2 separate regions of the Astyanax mexicanus genome follow, and region 2 is linked to region 1. The links are chromatin contacts, called in public Hi-C maps. All regions are on one chromosome and are shown on one strand. Each heading gives the region's core, a stretch centred on a gene start, on an enhancer-like site or on the middle of the called end of the contact. The rest is flanking DNA. Distances are from core to core; before and after follow the strand shown. Region 1 has its middle 11 kb from the start of slc24a4a. Region 2 holds the start of dglucy (D-glutamate cyclase).

Region 1 (5,078 bases), core at 401-2,900:
ACATTGGATTACTGATCACAAAGTGGGCTTCATACACAGTTCCACCGAGCTGCCACTGTTAGGCCCCAACCAAAGCAAGGCCCTTCACCCTCTTTCTTGCAGGGGAAGGGCAGCACGGCTGGACCCGCACTTTGAGCGTGAGGTTTAATTTGGTATATACAAACAGAAAAACATGAGAGAAAAAATAAGAGACCACTTAAAATTATGAGTTTCTTTGATTGTACCAAATAAAAAACCTCTGGAATATAATCAAGAGGAAGATGGATGATCAGAAACCATCAAACCAAGCTGAACGCTTGAATTTTTGCACCAGGAGTGGCATGAAGTTATCCAAAAGCAGAGTGTAAGACTGGTGGAAGAACATATCAGATGCATAAAAACTGTGATTAAAAACCAGGGTAATTCCACTAAATATTGATTTCTGAACTGATTTCTGCATCTGTGTTGTTATTTCAGTATTTCATTAGTTTAAAGAATAAAGCAACAATGTTCATTTTACTCAAACATTTACCTATAAATAGCAAAATCAGAGAAACTGATTCAGAAACTGAAGTGGTCTCTTAATTTTTTTTTTCCAGAGCTGTATATAGACAGTAATGATCTTACTGCTCTGGTACACTGGTCTTACACTCTTAAAAACAATTATCAAATCAAGTAATGCTTGCTTATTTAATTGAGAAGGTGAGTACAGCCCAATATTTTGTGTTTCTTATATTCAGAATTTTCAGAAGGTAAAGGTAAATTTATGTAATTTCAGCATTCACTAGAATGGAGCACACTTAATAAGTTATTTTAGGACTTGTCTGGGACAACACGTGATGCAAAATGCTGGTGTAAAACAAACTGTAATAACTGCTTTTAACTTAAAGTAAATTCTAGTTAAAATAATACTCACAAAATACAATTATTTTTCTGCTGTTATTAAATAACTGATCTGCATACTAGGCATTTACTCCCTTAGTCACCATCACTGTGAAGATGCTTCTTATTCTTTTTTTTTAAGTCGACTTGATCACTCTTCTATGTAGTTCATATTTAGCTAAGTATTTTATTTAGTGTATTTTATTTAGTGTACTGTATATTCAAGCAATGTTATACAAGTAAAAAAAAAACAGTAGTTCAACTGAGGTTCCTGAAGAACAGGTGGATAAAATGGCTAATTTTATGGCTAATGTGAAAAAACATAACCATTTATAAACCATCATTTACGGTCCAGTGGCCTCAGCCTTTTAGTTTCCCTTCACACAGATACACAGACACACACACACACACACACACACATTCACTTGCATCAACAAACTAAAGGCCCATTCTTCAGCCCATACTGTAACTAATGTTATTTATGGCAAAAGCAACAGACAAAATGAAACAGTGCCGCTCCTGTGCTTCCTGTGGCCTCAAATGCAAAGCAATCTAAACCAGTTAGTTCCGTAAAAACCCCACTACACTGCACCCCTCACCACCCCACCCAGCACAGCCCAGCACACAACAGCAACACATACTCCCGTGTGACGGCCTTACCAGCTTCAAACGGTGCGAGTAATTATCAATAATGGAATGTGATGATTAAATTTTAAAGGTCTGGCTAATTGAATGGGATGTAATGTGGCGAGCAGCTCTCGTTGGGGGTACTGTGCTGCTATAGGCTCGATGTCTGCCAGCAGGGAGCGTCAGGCCTTGGCTCGGCCTCGCTTCAGCCGGCGCTGCTGAGCCGCTTGTTACATTAACATGGAGCTTCTGTGACAGAGCCGGCATTAGGGACAAAGTAAGAGGATTAGCTGATGGACATTTCTGGCATGCCTGGTCAATTATGAAAATGAAAATGGTCAAAAGGGTCAAGGCTGGCATACTCTCTGTGTCGCAAAATCTACTCCTGCCATACAAATACACATGCAAGCACGCAGATGCACCGATAGGCCTGCTCTCTCAGACACACACACACACACACACACACAGGTTATTGTAGTTCAGTATGGGGAAAAAATTGGGCACATACGGAGGAAGATTGTAGGTGGTGTTGTTATTTGACCGTGGATTGTGTGGATTATCCTGATTTTTAATTTCACTGTTGCTTAACAAAGTAAACTTCTGCAACTTGCAACAATTCATAGAAATTAACTAAACTATTACTCCCTAGATTTCTTCCCATGCACATCATGTCTTCCATTTCACATCAAGGTAACTACAGGCCTGTTTACACCTGGCATTAACATGCGCTTTTAGTGATCGCATCATGTTTAGATTTCACTTTACCGCATGAAAAACCTTGCATTAATGAGGTCAGGATGTTGGAGCCCTGGATAAACCCCCTGTACTGCCACTGCTCCCCTGCTCATACTTCTCACTGAGAGATCTAGATAATTAGGTCTAATCACGTCTAGCGAATAATAATAATATTATTATTATTATTAATAATATTATTGCTCCTTCTTTTATTGAATATATGACCTTACTAAAAGGTCACAGCTACTTATTTCTCAAAGATTTGATTCTCAATTGATTTAATTGATATGACTGCCTATTGAGCGGTGGAACTCTTTAAAGGAGAAATCCAGTGTGAACTGAACATGGGTAACATGATAATGAGTTTGAACTTTCGTTGAATAGCTCATCTCTGTTCACCTCCAGCATTATGAAATACAGCACTTTTAATTCTCTGGATGCCACCATGTTGTAATGAAGTCACAATATGTTGACTGACAAGCACAAATTAATAGGGGGGATAGGGGAACAGATTGCAAAATTAATTCTACACTCTAAAAGGTGATTTTGTGTTTTAGTCAGAAGAACTAACATTATCAAGTTGAGGGAAATTAACAGTCAGTACAACTCAATAAAATGAGTTCAGAGAACTTCAACCTGAAAACTTAAAAATGCTTATTGACGCAATAAAAAAATGTGATTTCAACCAACTTTTAGTAAACTACATGTCAATGCTCTTTTTATAGTGTTGGTTCATTCAGCTTTATCATAATGCTCCCGGCAACATATATTTGCATAGTGGCTGTGGCTGCAGCGAGACGTACTTGTCTCCTTTACTTACCATCTTTGTGTTGTCTGTTGCCGAAGGCTACCTTATCCTAGGCATTAATTAGGATAATTTCTTATGTCTGCAATACTTAAAAAAATGTGTTACGTTTTAAACTGTTGTGGTATGAACAAAACTCAGTTAAGTTGAATAAATTTAACTGATTCAAGTTATCATCTAGCTTTGACTCAGTCAAGTTGAAAAAAAAACTTAAAATTGTTTATATTTACAACTTAACTGAGTCAAATCTAAATGATAACTTGACTGAGTTAAGCTGAGCCAATAAATATTTTTTTTAGTCTATCAACTAGTTGAGCTTGTTAGCGTAAAATAGCCATTTCTTTGCATGCACTGATGAAAAAAAAATGGCTTAACTTAACTCAGTCATTATTTTGCTTTGACTTAGTTAAGTTGTACATATATACAATTTTAAGTTTACTAAACCAATCTTGATGCAACACTAGGTGATAAGCTGAACCAGTTAAGTTTATTCAACTCGGAACACAAAACATAGATAACTTGCTTTTACAGCTTAAAACACTGAGGCCTGGCAATCAACACATCTTGCACTAATGCACGCCTAGGATAAGGAAGCTTTGGGCAACAGACAACACAAAGATGGTAAGTAAGAGAGGGGCCTCACCCAATATGCAAATATATGGTGCCAGGAGCATCATGGGAAAGCTAAATAAACCAACACTATAGAAAGAGCATTGACAGAGCAGTGTCGTATAACTAAAAGTTGTTTGAAATCACATTTTTTCATTGGCTCAATAAGCATTTTAAAGTTTTTTTTTAGGTTGAAGTTCTCTGAACTCATTTTATTGAGTTGTACTGACTGTTAATTTCACTCAACTTGATAATGTTAGGTCTTCTGACTAAAACACAAAATCACCTTTTAGAGTGTAGAATTAATTTTGCAATCTGTTCCCCTATCCCACCTATTAGTTTGTGCTTGTCATATTTTTTATTGGTTCAACAAGTTTTCAGGTTGAAGTTTTCTCAACTCAATTTACTCAACTTGATAATATTAGTTCTTCTGAATAAAACACAAAATCACTTTTTAGAGTGTGGCCAAGGTCAGTCCTACTTTCTTCCTTCCAGATTTGACGCATTATATGTGGGGAAGAGATCTGTCTGTAGCAGAAGGGAACTGGAACTGGATTACAATTGAGAATAAATCTTTAAACTACGCTGCATAAATACACAAAGGTGAGTATAGGAGTTATTAAAGCAAAACTGAAAGATGTTTTTTTGAATAACTATATATTTCCACACTCCTGTGTGGAAACTGAACTTCTGAACAACAAAAACATTTTCCATAGCCTTGAAAAATGTATTACACGCACTGGAGGGAGCATCATCTGCACCAATGTATTTTTTTCCTTGTGGTCACGCCAGAGTTCTCCCAGCAAATAAAAGCACTATTTTTCTGCGTACCTTGGCCTATATTTCTACCTTAGCGCTGTATGACAGAGAGAAATGGAGCGTGAAACAGAGTCTAACTAACCCTGAAACACATGAGTCTAACAGACGACCAGCAGAACACCGCATGTCTGCACAGCCCAGCCTCACCCAACCACACTACACACCTCGTCTATTATCACAGAAGACCTCAATTACCCACAGGCACAGCTCTCTATGGATCAGTACGCTGCTCGATATCGTACAGCATTAAACTCAACTCAATTAAGTTGTCTATAGCGTGACCTTATAGCCAAAGCATATATACCGGTGCGTCTCATGTGGTTTCAATTCTCCCTGCACCGCAGCTCCTCTAAATGCCACTGTCACCCTAGAAAGCATATTTTCCTTTCTTCCAGTCATCCTTATACTGCTAAAAGCAAACGGGGTGGAAAATGGAGAAACAGTGGGATAGGTCACAGACATTCAGTTGCACTGTGTATGGTTCCTGTTCCTCATCTCTTGGCTGAAACCGAGACCTACAGGAACAGTTCAACAACAACAACAGCAACAACAAATCCTCTTTACCTTAGATAGAAGCGTTGGTATCTGATGTTTGAAGTGTAGCTATCACATAATTAAAGCT
Region 2 (5,226 bases), core at 1,505-4,004, 60 kb before region 1:
GCATTTACAAGCTGTGACACCTGCCAGATAAAGGGATGTTAGTGAGTAGTGACTTAGACGGGTGCCCAAAATCTTACATCATTTTTTTTTTTTTTTTGTAATTTTGGTATATAAAAATGCTTAATCTTGAACTGAAGAAAAAAGGTAATTTTGTACTTATCTTTCCACAGTAACAAATCCTTTTGATCACAGGGGTTTGTGTGTATATGTGGGTGTGTAGACATACTGTATGCAGTACAAGACAAAAGTTTTGAAACACCTCTTATATTTGTTCTTTATTTGTATTATTTACTATATTGTAACTTAATATTAAAGACTTTGAAGACTATGAAGACAATGAAGGAACACGTATGCATTTAGGTAGTGTTTACTGCATTTGTGTTCCTTCATAGTTTTATCTTCAATATTAATCTACAATAAAGAAAATAATAAAGTGTCAAAATTTTGACTGGTACTGTATATAAGTAATAAAAGTGTCCTATGCCGTGCATCTCACCAGATTCCATGTTTACACTGAAACCTCTGAAACATTTCAGCCCTGTCCTTACTTTAACAGCATGGAGGAGAAACCTGTTCATAATGATATCCTGTGGAAACAGTAAAACAAAGTGGAAAGTGGAATTTAAAACATGTTTACAAGATACACTCATATTTAAAGTAGAGCAATAACTTTTTTTTGTCTGGGCCAAAAATGAAATCCTAAAATTATGGATAAGTTAATATACTGAATATTTATATTGTACTACTTACAGCTGTATGCAACCTCAAATAGGAGTATTTAATTTAAACCCTTCACAGCTTCATTCCACCTAAATTGATGCAACATTTACATTGAACCTCTACATGTTAGCTAATTCCATGTCAAATGATGCAGTCTTAAGTCATATTGAACTCCTAACAACATGCTCAATTTCAGCTTTAGAATAGTAGCGTTACAGCACTTATATTGTACCTCTACAACAACTTCATTCCACTTTAAATAGCATCTAATTTATATTGTATGGCAGCTTCATTACAGCTTAAATTGTGCAACATTTATATTAAATCTAAACATGTTCATTCTATTTTATTGTTGGAGACTTCATAATGAACAACTAACTAAATGATGTATTCCACCCTTTAATGGTAAATTATTTATATTGGACCAACTAAAGTTCATTTTATTCCCACTTTAAGTCATACGGTATTTATACTTTAGAGGTAAGTTACCTCTTAAATGTGCTATAATTAATTTGAATACCTAAACAAACTACACAATTCATTATGCCTAAAACGGTGCAGCAGCTATCACAGAATGTTCCGTTCCACCTTAAACTGTGCAGCAGCTATCACAGAATGTTCCGTTCCACCTTAAATGGTGCAGCAGCTATCGCACAATGTTCCGTTCCACCTTAAATGCTGCTGCAGCTATCACACGCATCGTTCCGTTCCATCTTAAACGGTGTTGCAGTTACAGTGAACTTCTTGCTAGGTTAGCTAAGCTAAATGTTTCGTTCCACCTTAAACGGTGCAGCAGCTATCGCACAATGTTCGGTTCCACCTAAAAATGGTGCAGCAGCTATCGAACAATGTTCCGTTCCACCTTAAATGCTGCTGCAGCTATCACACGCATCGTTCCGTTCCATCTTAAACGGTGTTGCAGTTACAGTGAACTTCTTGCTAGGTTAGCTAAGCTAAATGTTTCGTTCCACCTTAAACGGTGCAGCAGCTATCGCACAATGTTCGGTTCCACCTAAAAATGGTGCAGCAGCTATCGAACAATGTTCCGTTCCACCTTAAATGCTGCTGCAGCTATCACACGCATCGTTCCGTTCCATCTTAAACGGTGTTGCAGTTACAGTGAACTTCTTGCTAGGTTAGCTAAGCTATATGTTTCGTTCCACCTTAAACGGTGCAGCAGTTATAGTGAACTTCTTGCTAGGTTAGCTAACTAGTTAAATGTTTACTTGAACCTTAAATCGAGCCAGTAGTTTATGTTGAACGCTTGTCATTTTTACGCGTTTAATAAGTTGGTGAACAGGAAGCTAGCTAGCTAACCTCACTAACTTCTGTAACTAGCTGTTAGCTCTGTCTCTTAGTAGCGCTTCTAGCTAACCTGTAAAACTGAAACTAAAATAGAAAGTAAAACTGAAGTGAGGTGTGCGTTCCTGATGTGAATCTTGAACAGCCTTTAAATACTGCTGTAGAATTATATCAGTAACGTTAGGAGATAATACAATGTTTAACGCAGCTAGATAACGTTATAAACTCCCTCTATTTCCACAACAATCAGACTCTCTGAAGTTTGAGACCTAAATAAACAAAAATGACGGTGAACACAGGGAAATGAGGAGATCTGTAGGGTCTAACCTTTAGCCCAGCTGTCCAGGGAGGTCTGAGGGAGATCGGTTTGTAGAAATGAGATCCAAATGACTTCTACATCTGTAAACCTCCTGCGCTCACTTTTAAATGATCATAATTATAGTCTTTATGCAGAAATGATGAATACATCCTCTGACACGTAGCGTCAGCGTTCGCTAGCTAACCTAGCGGATCCAGGCAGGAAACGTTAGCGTAGCTACTAGATTTCTTGCACCCAGAAGCACAGTAACGTTAATTCATCCAGCGGTTGCCTCTTATGGTACTGCAGGACATGCTCTGATGGCTCCTATGGTCTAGTTACTGACCCAGACAGAGCATTTAGTCGATCACTCAGATAACCTTGGAAAACATTGTTTAAAATGGCTCGAGATGTGCCACCACACAAAACCACAGAGTGGCGATAAAGTAACACATTGAGTATCAAACTGTAATGCTGTCCATGCACTACGCGACTTTAAATAGACTCTGAAAAGACCCTCTTAATCTAAAGACTAGTAACAGACTTTATTTTACAATGGGGATTTGGGGATCACTAATTACAAGACTGCAACTAGATTATTTCTGAGTTTGCCTGTACATATTAGCTATATATTACGTTACAAATAATGTGTATATCAATACTGTGATTTATCAGAGACTCAACAGTTTATTTTTCTGCCACACTGTTAGTTCTAACGATTAATTTGATAAATAATCTGTCAATTATTTTTTATTTATTAAAAGGAAAAATGCAAATTTTGATTCCCATAATTTTATTTAATAAACCAAGCTTGTAGTAACGTTGTATAAGGAATTGTATAAGGAACACACTACCATTATTAAATATTTTAGTCTTCACATGAATAATTAACCTTATATTAGGTTACAATATTAACATTAATATAAACTTCCTGTTTTTTATGACAATAGACCAAAAGTATAACCAAAGGGTCTTTCCTAATGTGTCCATTTTTGCAATTCTGACACAAATTTAGCGCTTGGTTTTGAAAATGTAAATGATTGTGTATTCTTTTTCAATAATGAGATCAAGTGCAGTGAAATGTAATGTAATAGTGGTTTTGCATTTCATTTCGGCACGTATTCTGAAAAAGCAATGCATCTTGTAGATTGAATTTACATTTTTCCACGGTAGTGTTTACTTTTTAATTTGGCACTAATTCCTGTGCATACATTAGGGGGTAGCCACTGTACTTGTGTGTATAAAAACATAGACTCAACTAATCGATTATTAAATTATTAGCTAACAGTTTTAATATTTGATTTGAATCGATTTGTTGTTGCAGCTCTAATTTAAAATCTCCACTGGTGACAGACAAGCCAAGACTGCAGGCAGACCAGTCTAATCCGTGTTCCCTCTTCACATGTATGTAATCACTGTATTGTTAAAAAATGTGCAGAAAAAGATGTCACCTTGAAGGCAGCATATGTTGCAATAAGATCTCCATGTACTTTCCGTTATTAAATCTGCATTACACAACCCCATGCTATGACACCCTGCTGATTATAGTCTGTATGGTCCCATTACATTTTTATACTAGAAACACACTCCAAACCATACACCGCTTATAAACTGTAGAATTTATTTAGTTCTCCATACAATTTTCTAATGATTCAAATATCAATGTACATATTTTTTCTCCTCTTCAGATTATTGCTTTACAGTAAAATGCATTGGTTGGATACATCCATTGATAGCAAGACAAATACATTCAAGTTAAACACCAATGTCATATGTTGAAGTTCTTTATATCTTAATCCTTTAACAGCGGCTTGGAAGAAGAATTCCGCATATCATTCCTCTCACAGTGCAGCAGGTCAGTCACTCTGAAAGCAGTTGTATGTGTTTTTACACTGAACCAGAAAACAAAGTGGGTGCAAGTGTATTTATTTACGTTATACAGAAAAGGTTGCCTTTGGAACACCAGGATTTCTTCATTGATAAAATGTCTGATTATCAAGTAAAAAACGATGGAATCACAATTTAACTAAACTTATCACACTCAAGAGTTGTACAGTTTGTCAGTTCATGTCTCCTATTCACCACATTGACTCGTATTGACTTTTATCCACAGTGCAGGCTAGAAAAAGTAAGCGATGGGTTAAAGAGAATGAGATTGGAAGTGTGGGTTCCACAGGAGTTATTTCTAAGAAATAAAGGCACACAACGCCTTGTTACTAACAAATCTGTTCTTTCCCAGGCAGATGGATGATTGTGAACTATGCTTCAATGTAAACAGCTTCTAGAAAACCTTAAAATATGTTAAGCTGTAAAAGGCAACCAAAGCTGGAGCAAACATCAATCCACAGTTAGAAAGATCTCTACAAGTTGAGAAAAAAGACTGTGAGGGTGGCACTCAAATAGTAAAACATTTTACAAAAAAATGTTGTGTGTCCTCTACAATAATGATGTTTATGGAATGACGCCACAAAGGAAGCTTCTGCTGTCCAAAAAGGACATTTCGGCTGATCTGACACCTGGACGTTCCATAATGCTTAATTAAAAATGTTTTCCAGAAATGTTCTGCGGTAAAGGAATGATCCAAAACGACCCAAAAATGATTTCTTAAAATTGTGCGAATTGGGTTATTATCTAAAGGTTATTCAATTTAAATGTTCACATACTTTTCTAGCCTGCGCTGTGGATGTTTACTCAATGTGCTTAATAAAAACATGAACAGTAAAAAAAAGTGAGTGTTTGTATTTTTTAGTTTACATTGTATTAATAACCAGTGCAGAAATTCAAGTAATTCCAAAGGTTTCACTTACTTTTTCTATCGGCTGTTTTTGTGTGTATTTATTTGTGCATGTGTGTGCCTTCATGCATGGACACAGAGTGCAGTCAAGTTTAAAGCATCTTCCTTCAAC

The links. A called contact is a pair of places that touch in the nucleus more often than the background predicts.
Region 2: a contact with region 1 is called in a Hi-C map of muscle, with 9 times the contacts expected there. The contact joins the promoter of dglucy here to the enhancer-like site in region 1. A contact is called at or near these places in 2 of 3 Hi-C or Micro-C datasets (both in muscle).

The regions. Positions count from the first base shown.
Region 1 is chr14:23,332,638-23,337,715 of AstMex3_surface, reverse strand. No RefSeq gene overlaps it. Among protein-coding and RNA genes, the nearest start is that of slc24a4a, 11 kb to the left of the region's middle. Within about 2 kb of position 1,650, the one cell type or tissue checked has an H3K27ac peak away from gene starts, as active enhancers do.
Region 2 is chr14:23,393,162-23,398,387 of AstMex3_surface, reverse strand. dglucy (D-glutamate cyclase) reads right to left here and starts at 2,754. Exons shown (of 13, transcript XM_007252548.4): 1 at 2,350-2,754; 2 at 497-587. The coding sequence starts at 578. It overlaps slc24a4a (solute carrier family 24 member 4a), which reads right to left. Exons shown (of 17, transcript XM_049463548.1): 17 at 3,925-5,226.